Linked DNA regions of Mus musculus: all the other regions are linked to region 3. A link is a contact called in public Micro-C data. All regions are on one chromosome and are shown on one strand. Each heading gives the region's core, a stretch centred on a gene start, on an enhancer-like site or on the middle of the called end of the contact. The rest is flanking DNA. Distances are from core to core; before and after follow the strand shown. Region 1 holds the start of Evx1os (even skipped homeotic gene 1, opposite strand). Region 2 holds the start of Hottip (Hoxa distal transcript antisense RNA). Region 3 holds the start of Tril (TLR4 interactor with leucine-rich repeats).

What was found. A called contact is a pair of places that touch in the nucleus more often than the background predicts.
Region 1: a Micro-C map of embryonic stem cells shows a contact between it and region 3, with 6 times the contacts expected there. The contact joins the promoter of Evx1os here to the promoter of Tril in region 3. A contact is called at or near these places in 1 of 39 promoter capture datasets (embryonic stem cells), 4 of 484 Hi-C or Micro-C datasets (all in embryonic stem cells) and 1 of 9 other capture datasets (adipose tissue).
Region 2: a contact with region 3 is called in a Micro-C map of embryonic stem cells, with 7 times the contacts expected there. The contact joins the promoter of Hottip here to the promoter of Tril in region 3. A contact is called at or near these places in 1 of 39 promoter capture datasets (embryonic stem cells), 1 of 484 Hi-C or Micro-C datasets (embryonic stem cells), 1 of 115 datasets of contacts at active chromatin or transcription factors (embryonic stem cells) and 1 of 9 other capture datasets (embryonic stem cells).

What each region holds. Positions count from the first base shown.
Region 1 is chr6:52,312,619-52,316,819 of GRCm38.p6, forward strand. Evx1os (even skipped homeotic gene 1, opposite strand) reads right to left here and starts at 2,214. Exons shown (of 4, transcript NR_038163.1): 1 at 2,153-2,214; 2 at 686-952; 3 at 135-212. Evx1 (even-skipped homeobox 1) reads left to right here and starts at 880. Exons shown (of 3, transcript NM_007966.4): 1 at 880-1,653; 2 at 3,120-3,376; 3 at 3,915-4,201. The coding sequence starts at 1,227.
Region 2 is chr6:52,261,133-52,265,523 of GRCm38.p6, forward strand. Hottip (Hoxa distal transcript antisense RNA) reads left to right here and starts at 1,643. Exons shown (of 2, transcript NR_110442.1): 1 at 1,643-1,732; 2 at 4,237-4,391.
Region 3 is chr6:53,818,387-53,822,806 of GRCm38.p6, forward strand. Tril (TLR4 interactor with leucine-rich repeats) reads right to left here and starts at 2,439. Exons shown (of 1, transcript NM_025817.4): 1 at 1-2,439. The coding sequence starts at 1,849.

The sequences.
Region 1 (4,201 bases), core at 964-3,463, 1.5 Mb before region 3:
CAGGGGGCCGGATTGCCAGCTCCTTTTCATTAGAACACGCCGTTTGTGGCAGAATTCGTTGACTCTGTAGAAATACCTAAAATACAGACAGAAAAAGAAAGGCCAATCTTAGACCCTTTCCCTAACCGACATACCTGAAATAGCCCGGAGATAAGCCAAACCAAAAGATGTTTTCTTCTATGAAGAGCCAATCCAAATTCAAATCAGGCCATCTAGATAGAGATAATTAACAACAACAACTCATTGAACACTTCGAATTTTAGCCAGGTGATCTGGGTGGGGAGAGATTTTTCTTCTTCTTCTAAAATCGAGGAACACTGTGTTAGCACACAAGGCCGGTTCTCAAAGGGGAAAACGATATCTTTTGGCTGTTAGGGGATGAAAATAAAGTTTGGTTCTTAGGAGGGAGACAGATGGGGTTGGGGAGATGAGGGAGGAACGGGTACTTTAGGCTCAAGCTCCCCAGACAACTGAGGTGGAGGGTACCTTTTCAGTAGCTGGTTAAAAAAAAAAAAAAAAAAAAAAAGACAAGCGGTTGTATTAATACTCAGAAAACCTGGGTTTGTAAACAGCTTCCAAAGAGTAGCTATGGATTCTTTCATTAGTATTAGATCTAGACACCAGGTTAAGAAAACAGAAGTCAAAACAACAATAAAATAAAATTTCAAAAGCATTTTTCAATTACCAAGTCCTGTTGCCCCTGTGGAACTCGCTGCGCGCCTTAAGCGCTCCCTTTTCTGTGTGCGGAATTCCATTTGCATCCTCTGTGTCTGGGTGTCTCCCTTTCCCAGTGTGTGTGTCTCTCTGTTTTCACACTCTCCTCCCCATTCGAGCGAGGCCCACACCTGGCGCATCACTGCCGAGCCATTAGCTGCGGGTCTCCTTTCATCTTCACTGTGGCAGACGTTTCTATTTATCCACTTGCGTTCGCCGAGTGGCGTCACCAGCGGTACTGTAATGACGATTGCAGCAGGAGGATGACAGCTTAGAAAGAAGAGGGCAATGGGGCTTCCTCCCAGAGGCGGTGCGGCACAGAGGAGCGCTCGCATCACAAGGTGACCCTAGCTCCCCACTGCCATCTCCGCGGTCGCCGTCGACACGGCGCTGGGGCTACCCGGCGCCTGCCTTGTCGCCTTAGCTCCTCTTCTCAGCCAAGATCCCAGGGAGCCTGGGATTAGGAGCTTACTTGGGGGTTTTCCCCCTCCCCCCCTCTGGAGAGTCCGGGGATGGAGAGCCGAAAGGACATGGTTATGTTTCTGGATGGGGGTCAGCTTGGCACTCTGGTTGGTAAGAGGGTCTCTAATTTGTCCGAAGCCGTGAGCAGCCCGCTGCCTGAACCGCCAGAGAAGATGGTGCCCCACGGTTGCCTGAGCCCGCGAGCCGGCCCTCCGACTTCCCGGGAGCGTGGCGGGGGAGGCCAGGAGGAGGAGCCGGTCGATGGACTAGCAGGCAGTGCTGCAGGGCTGGGCGCCGAGCCACGGTCTGCTGGAGCGGCCATGCTTGGCCCGGGACCCCCAGTCCCCTCCGCGGACAGCCTCTCTGGCCAAGGGCAACCTAGTAGCTCAGACACCGAATCGGATTTCTATGAAGAAATCGAGGTGAGCTGCACCCCAGACTGCGCCACCGGGAACGCCGAGTACCAGCACAGCAAAGGTAGCCACCTTGCCCCTCCGCTCCCCGGTCCGCCCACTCCACCCACAGTTCCCTTCATCTCAGGCCAGGTGCAAGATGCTCCTTTCCCTTGGGGCAGGATGGCTGGGGGTTGGGTGAGTGGGGCGGGGGCACCTGAACAACTCTTTTGCTCTCTGCACCTTAGTGTGTGTGAGGGCTCTCGTGTTATCCCATTAGAGTGACAGTTGTGCCTGGACGAATGTCAGCGTTGGCACAAGTCTTGACTTGAGGGGTCCAAAACGCACCCCAACCTCCCAACCCCCGAGTTTTGTGGGAATGATTCAGCTAAGACGGAAAGACACATCCGTCGGGTAGGGCAAGATCAAACGGTTGTCCGGGCAGTTTGACTGGAGGGGAGCAAGGCACAAGGAGGCGCGGAAGCCCGGAGAATATAAAGGACCGTAAAATCGTGGCGGACTCTGGTCTCCGGAGGGCTGCAGCCCTCCGACCAGTTTGCACGTCGGTCAGAGGTCCAAATTACCTTGTCACTTCCCGGGCTGGCGGCGCCAGGTCGGAAATGGTCCCAATGGTCTAATTGCCTTTGGTCTCCGGTTGCATTTGAAAAGGCGGGGATTGGGCCCTCCCCCTCCCTCTTTCCCTCAGTCTCACTTCTCCACCCAAAGGAAAAGCAGCTGCAGGGGGGCTGGAGCCCCACCCTCCTCTGGGGTGGGTCTAAGGGGTTGGTACTTTAATTACACTGCTCCTTCTCACCAGGGGCTAATGGGAGTGGGGGTGGATAGCTCAGAAGGGAGTCTCTCTATACCAACAATATCCACTCCTAGGAATGAAAGACTGGAAGCCCATCAGCAGACACACCTCCACAAAACCATGGGAATGGGTGGGAAAGGCTTGCCTCTACCTCTAGGCCTAGGCAGCCAACACCACCTTGTTAAGTATCCACCTCCATCTCCTATCATCTTATCATCTATCTAACCCAGCTTCTCTACCATACCATGTCCTCACAACCCATACTCAAAATATACCACTCCTGCAATAGGTGCAACCCAACACACATCCCCACACCTGGTACTGGCATACTGGTGCACACACACACAAGATCGAGGAAGCTCACTGTATGTCCAACAAGCTACAATACATTAACCTCAAGAATTCAGTGTTCCGGCACATCCTTACCCATCCCTACCAACACAAGCAGAGAGTTCAGGGGATATGCCCTTTGCTGCACCCAGGGGCAAGCGGAAGGGAAGCCTTTAGACCCAGTATGCCTTAGGTCCAGGTCTTCCAAACAGCCACTTTAAGCCTGCCCCAAACCTTTTCTGTGTCAAGACCTCTCCGGTGAAGCTTCCAGAGCCCCAGCAGAATCAGTGACTGAGGAAGCTAAGGGGTTCTCCTTCTAATGCCCCTCCTCCAGCCTGAAGTCAGCATTTGTTTGTGTATTTGTGTTGTGTCTCTGTATGTGCACCTGTGTGCTCTGGGCTCCTGTGCAGCGCCAGGCTCCGATGCTCTGGGTAGCAGTCCTACCAGTGGCAGCGAGGCCCCCAAGAGTAACGGTGGCAGCGGCGGCAGCGGCTCTCAAGGCACCCTGGCCTGCAGCGCCAGTGACCAGATGCGCCGATACCGCACGGCCTTTACCCGGGAGCAGATTGCAAGGCTGGAGAAAGAGTTCTACAGGGAGAACTACGTTTCAAGACCGCGGAGATGCGAACTGGCAGCAGCCTTAAACCTTCCTGAAACTACCATCAAGGTAGGCTGGGCTAGGATCCTCGAGGTGGCTATGTACCTAGGTTAGTAGGAAGGAGATGTCAACGGTCTACTGCAGCTGAATCGTCTGGGCCTGGACTCTCCAATCTGGTACACTCAGAATTTCCCTCTGACAGTCCATAGTCAGCCACTGCTGCCAAGATTCCCGTCCTTTTCCTAGGCAAACAGACTACGGAGACAGGTGACTGCAAGTGACAGTGTCCCCAAAGAACAGGGAGCCCTAAATCTATGGGAAAATGTCTTTTGCCTCCCCAGATCCATTGAGGCAGGCCTTCCTCTTAGTACCCTCACTCCAGCTTGTGATGCTAAGCCCGGTGGGCAGGCTGAGCGGCTGCCCAGTCCTGCTCCCGAGGGTTTCCATCTGGGTTGGTGGCCTGCCCTTGTCAGCTGGAGTTGCTTTTGACTCTCCCCCCACTCCCCAGCCCCCCTCACTGCGAGCATGGCCCTCGCACCCCACCCACCCCCAGCCATGGGCCTGGGCCTGGCGCAGCCCTCCAAGGCGCTCCTCTTCCTCTCCTCAGGTGTGGTTTCAGAACCGGCGCATGAAGGACAAGCGTCAGCGGCTGGCCATGACGTGGCCGCACCCGGCCGACCCTGCCTTCTACACCTACATGATGAGCCACGCGGCGGCCGCGGGCGGCCTGCCCTACCCCTTCCCGTCGCACCTGCCCCTGCCCTACTACTCGCCCGTGGGCCTGGGCGCCGCGTCCGCCGCCTCGGCCGCCGCCTCGCCCTTCAGCGGCCCCCTGCGCCCGCTCGACACCTTCCGCGTGCTCTCGCAGCCCTACCCACGGCCCGAACTGCTGTG
Region 2 (4,391 bases), core at 393-2,892, 1.6 Mb before region 3:
CCCGGGTTTCGCGCGGAGGTTGGGAGGGGCAGTGAGCGGCTGCGGTTGGGGTGCGACCTGAGGTCGTGGGGACAAGTCAGGTAAATTCTCCAGTGGCCAGGAATGAGGGTTTGCCTTGGCCTTGGACTGGCCCAGGATGTCCTGGCATGTTTTAGGGACCTCTGGGGCTGTTTTCTTTCCAGGGATGGATACATCTTTCTGCAGCTAGACCCTCCCAAGGATGTGGGAGCTTTCGCCTGGCCGAGATTGCACTCCCCACCCCCCCCTGGGGAACAAGGGCGTTTGTTTCCTGTTGGTTCCAGGAGAAGTCTGGAGCAAGGGTCCCAGGACATTTCTCTGGGAAGTTTGGGCTGCATTTGGGAGCTCCCTTCCCTGTTCTCAGGCTCTAGAGGACAATTTCAATTAGGCCTAAGGACTCAGAAGATCAGAACAACTAATTGTATCTCCTACACTCATCACACACGCGAGCGCAAATATTCGCGCGCGCGCACACACACACACACACACACACACACACACACACACACACACAGAGAGAGAGAGAGAGAGAGAGAGAGAGAGAGAGAGAGAGAGAGAGAGAGAGAGAGAGATGCATACTGCCACATTGTCCAACTTGTATATACAGCTCGCTATTCATTCCGATGCAGCAGCTATTCTCTCTGGTCCGCAGAGGATTTCAGATGAAGAAAGCACCATTCACTCACACTCCTGTCTCAGGAGTCCGGCTGCCTTTTCCTGAAGGGGTTTAAGAGGAACAGGCCCCAGCTGGGCTGCTGGCTGGAACTCCAGCCACGGTTCTGGGACTTCCTACAAGTCACTCCATAGATCCTGAGTTGGACACTTCAGACACCTGGCAATCCACTGTTGCATTCCGTTTTGGGGAAAGAGAAAAAGGCTCTTTGGGATCCTTTCATGGTTTTTCTCCTAATAGGGGCTCAGCCTGTAGTGGGTTCAAGGTGCCGGGGTTCAGCTGATGAGTTCCTCTGTACCTTGAGCTTGGTGGGGTGTTTGTATTGGGAGAGCAACGTTTGGATGCAGTGTTTTGATAAAGGATTCTGGGGACCCTGCCTCCTTAGGACTACATGCATTTCTGGTTGTGCAAGTGTGAACTGGTCAGACATCCAGAGGGGAACAAATGGTCAAAGTGAAAGTGGTGCGTTCTGGAAAATATAGACTGGGAAGAGTTCTGTACTATCTTTGCTCAAATGCTCTGGTAGGCAGCCAGGCTTGGACCTGTTCTCTAGTCCTAGCTTGTAGACTTAGCCCTAAGCTAGAGCATCAGACATACCACCCAATTCATCTGCTGCTCTGTAAGCCCCCTGGGCTTCTGGTAAGATTGGGACCAGTAAGGCGAGGCTCAGGCTTTTATCTGCCCGGATCCTGGGTTTGTTCTGACTAATGTTAAGTGTCGCCCAATAAAACCTTCCCTGATCCCCACACCCAATTCTCCCCCACACCCAGGGAGTCCTTTCTCTCCTGACTTTAGCGGTCCTGGGTAAATATTGATTTGCCCCGAGTTTACCTTCTTACTGCCTGACCATTTGCAGACTAAAGAACCAACCTCTGTGAAGACTTGATTTCTGTGTTACTTTGGAGCCCTTTTCATCCGTCCCCCCACTCCTTCCTCCCTCTAAGTGGCATTGTAAAACTCAACAGTGACAAAGAGACGAAGTACGGTTCCAGGCTCCAATTCTCGGAGACTCTCGGAGACTCGAGGGCAGTTTACATACAGGTCAGACACGCTGGAGGCCAAGGTCAAGTTGAAAGTTGCTGTCTAGTCAGCGTGAGAAACTACAATGAAAGCCCAGAGACAGAGCCGACTGCCCACCTCCCCTCGCTCTCAATTCCCCCATCCTTTGCTATCTGGCTTCTGGCTCTGTTTGGTTTCTCAGCATCTTTTTTTTTTCCCTCTCTCTTTGTAGAGTTTTGGGGGCGGTGTTTACAGGCTGGACTGGTTCTTTTCTGTCGGCCGCCCTGCTCTTAGCTGGGTTTCTGAACCTCCGAAGTTTTCCAGCTAGGTTCGGAAAAAACGAAAACACAGCTCAGGAAGGCTCCACCAGCCGATGCCTATGCCAGTTCACCTCTGGCAGTGGCTGTACTGCTGGTCCACACAGCAGCCAAGACCAGCTCCACGTTCTTTCCTCCCCCTCAGTTCACTGGAGCCGGGAGCCCTGCACTCAGGGGAAGGGCCTCAGCTCTACAGACTGCCAAAGTCGGCTGGGTCCCTCCGGCTCCAAAAATGGTGAGAAAGGAACTCATCTTTTTCCACAGAGGAATCAGAAGCAGGTTTGTCTGGGAAGAACGAAGCAGCGGGGAGGCTTTGGGCTGCATCTTTGAATTCAGTGGGCTTTGCTTCCTACACGTGGTATCCCTGTCGTGGAAGGACTTGGAATGTGAATTACTGAAGTTTATATTTTCTTATCAATTTAAAAGAGAGAGAGAGAAAACCCAAGACAGAATTATTTAGAGAAAGTAGCATCCTTGTTCTCCCCCTGTCTTAAATCTCATACATTGATGTGGATTTTCTACTAGGCTTGTATCAAGGGCATAGGAGCATATCTAGCTCCTTCTCCCTTTCCTGGGTTGCTTCTTCACTGTTTTAAAGTATCTGCATGTCCTGCTAGTAATTGAGCTGTAGGCATCATTGGAAATTGTTTCTCATATTAGAATGAACTCTGGGAATAATTTGGGGTAAGACTTTCTAGAAATTCTACTCACTGTAAAACAGCAATTCCTCAGACTTTCAGAGGGAGAGAAGAGATTCATTAATGGTTTCTTATACAATGCTCCAGACTATACCAGACCAGCTTGGTGTGGGAAAAGAACGGCTGGAGGATGAAGCCTGACTCTTAAAGAGCCAGCAGTCTCATCCAGTGTTCTTCCTCATTTACCAAAGGCACAGGGAAAATTTGTGTGTCTGTCCAGCTGGCAGGGCCTGACTTTCTGAGCTCTTTTTGTCTTCAGGCTTGGGGTTCTTCTTGCAGAAACACCAACAACTTAACATGGTTCTCCATGGCTTAGGGAAGAGAAGTCAGAGCATTCACGGTCACCTTCAGACAATAGTGGCCATAGGAGCTCTGGAGCCAAGAGCCAGGCTGGGGTGGAAGCTAGAGAAGTCTCCACTGATGCCCCAGTTTTGTCTGATGCATGCAGATTTCTCAGCGAAGGCCTTCAAGGGCAGCATGGCTACAGCCCAGCCTTTGTTCAAGGGGTCTCCATAGGTTTTCCTAAGCTCTTGGTTTTACTAGTCAAACCTGGGTCCATTGGCGCTGACAGCCCTCTTGCATCTGGCCTGATTTGGCTGCATTTTTTTTTTTTTTTTTCTTGATAGAGGACTCCTGACCAACCAGGATTACAGGACCCTGGGCTCCTAGACCCTAGGCTCCTAGGGTTGGAGAAGAAAAGGACAAAGGGAACCAAACAGGAGGTCTGATCAGATTTGATTTTCATTTGCAAATTAAATTTACCTGCCCTCACTTTAACTCGGAAGAGGCTGTCAGCACCATTCTCTGGAACTACTTCTTTGCATTGATCTGGTATTAGGATAAACAGTCCATGGCTGGTTTTAAAGACACTTTGTATTTCGGGATATTCATGTGTTTCTAATGTATCCAAGCAGCTTTATGGGCTGGATTTGCAGGACACCTTACCCTCTGATTCCACCCCAGGCAGGCTGGGGGTGGGGGGCAAAGAGATAATGGCAAAGCAAGAAAGATTTAGAAAGGGGAAGGCAATTGAGCAGACGAGGGGAGAGAGAAATTCTCAAAGAAGTTAACTCCTCAGAATCCTTACCAGTAAACCATTTAGGAATGGAATAAGTGTGAAGTTGAGTTTCTGAGGGACCTCAATCCTGTATGCACCAGGGTGAAAGCAGCGCCCCCTTTTTGGTGTGTGTGTGTGTGTGTGTGTGTGTGTGTGTGTGTGTGTGTGTGTGTATGAGGGGGGTATCCGGGATTCTGGGCTGGCCAGAGCACAGGAGAATGTCATATGACCCATTTGAGGTTCTTGTTCTATAGAGAAGCAATAATGAAGTAAAGGAAACATTTCGTGTTGTGGGGATAATTTTGGAACATGAGTAGTCAGTCGCTCTGTACTATGGTGACCCACATTGATGTGGAGTTGGGAGGTCAAGAAAGAAAGTCACAGACCTTGCCTCTAAGATCACCCCAAGACGGACTTTGAGGAGGGCAAATTATTGGATAAGTGACTCATTCACTGCCTGCTGGATTGGACCAGGTACAACGGGACCAGCCTGGAGCCAGCCATCGGGAAGAGATAGTAAAGAGAACTCCAACTGCATCACCCTCTATTTCTTACCGAGTCTCAAAGAAGGGAGAAGGCACCTCCGCCCGCACCCCTCCCCCGTTTTAGAAGCACTAGCAGCAGGTTTC
Region 3 (4,420 bases), core at 1,189-3,688:
GTGCGCCGCCCTGCGGCCGGGGACTGCGGTGTTCGCGAACCGCCCAGCGCACCGAGGCGCTGTTGGCGCTCACCGCCTCTACTGTCAGGTTGCACAGAATGAATTTGTTGAAGTCACAGGGGTCAGACACCAGAGGTGGCAAACCAACCCCACTAACGGACTGGACTGCGCTCTCTTGCTGCTCGGACGCTAGGCGCTGCTTTGCTGCGCGCTGCCAGCTGTCTCTGGCAGATGGTGTCCCAGAGGCGGGCTCAGACGTCGGGGTGGGCTCCGTCTGGGAGAGATTGGCTCGGGTGTGACGTCCTCTCCCCGGCTTCTCGTGCAGGTCCAAGGACTGTGGGGCAGAGCCCGGAGCCGCAGCAGAGGGGCCCTGATGGGGACCTGGTCCCCGCCGGCTCAACCTTAATGCGCTGCGGTTGCCCACCAGTTCCTTGGCAGCCCCACCCCAGGCCACTCCTGGTAGAAGTCTTCCCCGCTGCTGGGGCTGCGGCTGCGGCTGCAGTGGTAGCTCCTGCGAGAGGCCTGCAGGGGGCGTCATCCCCTCTTCTGACGATGTGGGTAGCGGCCACTGCCTACTGCCTGCTGTAGGGGAAGGTGAGGGATCCACGCAAGACCCATTCTGCAGCAGTTGGTCATCCAGGTAATCCAGGTACTTGCCCCGCAGGGCCGGGGGGTGGCGACACTGCACGAAGACCGTAAGGAGGCGACCCTGAGAATGCCAGTTGCCCATCCAGCGTTTCAGACCCCGCAACCGGCAGTCGCAGGTCCAACCATTGCCGTCTAGATCCAGCCGGTAGAGAGCCGGACTGGCGGCAAAGATGTCCCCAGAAAGGGCGCTGAGCGCGTTGTCGCGCAGGCTGAGCTCACGGAGCCGGCCCTGGTGGCCAAAGGTGGCAGGGTGCAGAGCAGAAAGCTCATTGCCACTCAGGTCTAGTGCCTCCAAGCTGTGCAGAGGCTCCAGCAGTGTCAGGGGGAGCTGGTTCAGCCGGTTACCTTCCAGGCGCAGCTCACGTAGGGCCTCCAGTCCCCAAAAGGCCTCTGGGGCGAGGTGCGTGAGCTGGTTTCCACTGAGGGAGAGCAGGCCTAGGCGTGGCAGGTGCTGGAAGACGCGGGGGCCGAGGTGCTGTAGGCTGTTGGCTGAGAGGATGAGAGTAGAGAGGGAGCGCAGAGGGACAAAGGTGGCCGCGTGGCGCAGAGAGGGTTGCAGCTCGTTGGCCGAGAGATTGAGGAATCGAAGCTTACCCAGCTGGCTGAAGGCGTTCTTGCCCAAAAAACGGATCCGGTTAGATTCCAGGTGTAGGTAGAGCAGGTTGCCCAGGGGAGCGAAGACCGCGTCCGGCAGCGCTCCCAGCACGTTCCCGTCCAGCCGTAGCTTGACCAAACTCTCCAGGCCCTCGAAGGACCCGCGACTCAGGCGTCCAATCTCGTTGCCGTTGGCGTAAAGGATGCGCAACTTGCGCAGCGGAGCCAACGTGCCAGGAACGAGCGCCTGCAAGAGGTTGTTCCCCAGGTACAGCTCCTCTAGTCGTGAGAGCTTCTCGAAGGTCTTGGGGTGGAGAGAACGGATCTGGTTGTACTGCAGATCCAGCCGTCTGAGCTGCCCCAGACGGTGGAAGTCGAAGGCGGTGATGTTGGTGATGAAGTTGCCGCCTAGGCTGTAGGTGAGCACGTCCTGGGGACTAGGCAGCGAGCTGGTCTTGGGTACAGCGCGAAGTCCCCTGTTGGTGCATAGGAGATGTTGGGGGTGCTGGCAGTCGCAGCGCTCCGGGCACACGGACTCGGCCCGCGGCGGGAACGCCAGGCAGCCGCACACCACGAGCCAGAAGCGCACGGCACCCACACCCTCCATCGCCGCCCGCCCAGCGCGCTGCGGCCGGATCGTCTTCTGGGCCGGCCGGCTCTGTGTCTCCTCTGCATTCCCCTCGGCCGGGCCTGAGTCGCTAAAAAGGCCTCTTTCGTACTTCGCTGGTGCTCCGTCCAGCCCTTCCTCTTTGTCCCGGTGGCTCGCCCGGGTCTCCGCAGGCCAAGTTCGCGGAGCCAAATCAGAAGGCGCTGGGCGCTCGGCGAATCTGGGGTGCTACTTGTTGCATTTCTGCAGAAAACTGTTTCTTCGGGTGAGCGTCGGGGGCGGGAGGAGCGAGCAAGAGTTGGTGCTTTTTGTTTGCTCTGGAGTCCGGAGAGCTGGATTCCCTGGCGCGGATTCTCCCCGCCAAACGGATTCCCCCGCTGCAGGCGGGATCCCTTCCAAGAGCTGCTGGGGTGCGGCTTGGCTGCAGAGTACCGGCCGCTAGGCCCACGTCTCCGGCGCCTGCCCGCTCGCGATCCGGGGGGATTGGGAGTGCAGCCGGAGTGAGCAGCCTGGGGGACGCGCAAGCAGCGTCCGGAAGGGACCCATGTCGGCGTGGAGCGAGCAAACCGGCGGAAATTCGTTCTTCCCACACTCTGCCCCCCGGGGGATGCAGGCGGAGAAAGAGGAGACGGCGGAGGCAGGACAGACCCCGGCTGGGGGAGGAGGAAACACTAAGTGGCTCCGCGTCTGGTCAGCCCTAGCCCGGACGCCAAGTGAGAAAAGTAGGGATTAAAAACAGCTGTACGGGTCGGCGCGCAGGCTGGGGGCGGGGGTGGATTACCGGGCGAGCAAACGGGGATTGCAGACAGAGACCTTTTTATTTTAGGCCGGTTCGCCGGCGGCTTCGGCGCAGAGGCAGGGCGCCTACATTTTACCTACTCTTCTCTTCCCGGTGCCACCCTGCAAGATGTTGAGACAACACGGAATTCCCTGGCATCGTGCTCCAAGTTTAGGGGAACACAAGATTTCCTGGCAAGGCCATCAGTGGACTGTTGACAGGACTGTTGCTCAGTCCTTTTAAAGTGTTTGGGTTTCTGGTGTCCTTTGCTCATGTCCAAGGAGAGGCACCGCCTCTTTTAGGTTCCTAAACCGAATTATCTGCCGGTTCTCGCTCTGGGAAAACCTCTGAAGAAAGCTCAGAAGTGGAACTGTTACAGTGACTGTGACACGGACAGACTTGGCTATTCAGCTAGATTAATTCTCCTGCAGTGTTAAAGCCCTTCAAATAGCCTCGGAACCCGGGCCTGTATACAATACGCTGCACAGAGCCTTTGGAGATTGCTTCTTGAGGGGCCCGCCTACTTTGTGCCAGAGCTTATAGCAATCTTGAACGTTTTCAGGCTCCAAGGTGCTCAGGCTTAGATTTCTTGGGGGGTGCCAGGTGTCGGATATTAACTTTTATTATTAATACACAATAGTGCACCATTTTATCCGGGGTTCCCTTAGGGCCAGTGTCTGATAAGAATGAAAACAAGCAAGAGATAGCTGTTGCTTATTATTTGTTCATGCAAAGCAACATTTTGAAAGTAGCCCTTCAGGATTTACTGTGTGCTAGCAGTGTGGAAAATTAGAGCCCATATCCTGGCTTCAGGGGGCTGACTGTCTGTATGGGAAGAGAGGCACACTGACAGATCACATTAGGAAACTGAGCAAGGAAGAGGAGAAATCTGCAAAGATTCAAATAGTTTAGTCACTCTGTTATGTCATTTTCTTGTTGAGCAGTTTATCAAGGGGAGTGATGGAGCCATGTGCTGAACCTGGCAGGGTGGTAAGTGAAGACTTCATGGGTACAACAGCGACCCCAATTTGGTGGGAGATGGGTTTTGGACTAAAACAGGTAAGTCTGTAGTGAAGTACACCCAGTTTACTGTGTTTTGCTTTGAGCTTCGAATAAAAGGCAACTATGGAGACACAAGTGTTTGTTTTACTAAAATGAAACAAGGAGTTTACTTTTCAGTTACTGTGACAACCCCAAACTCCTGACTCCTCTGAGTGTAGCTGCAGGAAGGAGGAGAATCTGTTCTGGTACAGTGTTACATACCTTGCCAGTTCTGCTGGTCTTGGTCAGAGACACTGTCCTTGCCGGGAAGGAGGATCATATGGGGTTCACAGAGGAAACCATCCCCAAGTGCTGCTGACTTTCAGGTGAGCCCGCCCCAGAGATGCCTGGAGAGGACCTGTTTCCAAGTGCCCACCTCCCACAGCAGATAAGTAGAGGTCAGTTGGGAAGCTGAGAGATGCCTCATATGGAATTGGGAATAGCAGGAAGCAAATCTCAATGATTGGCAGGAGCCCGTATCACCTCTGGACCTTCTGCAGACATTCTCAGAACTAGGATAAGCAAAGGGAAGGAAGGGCACCTCCACACGGCTCTGCAGTGTGGCTGGATCACTTACCCTCCCTTACAGATAGATACAGATACCTCTAAGACTGACAGAGGAGTTGTCCACTATCTAAAGATAACAGGAGTGCGTGAGCACACACACACACACACACACACACACACACACACACACACAGAGAGAGAGAGAGAGAGAGAGAGAGAGAGACCAGTGTCAACTATTTCCATCG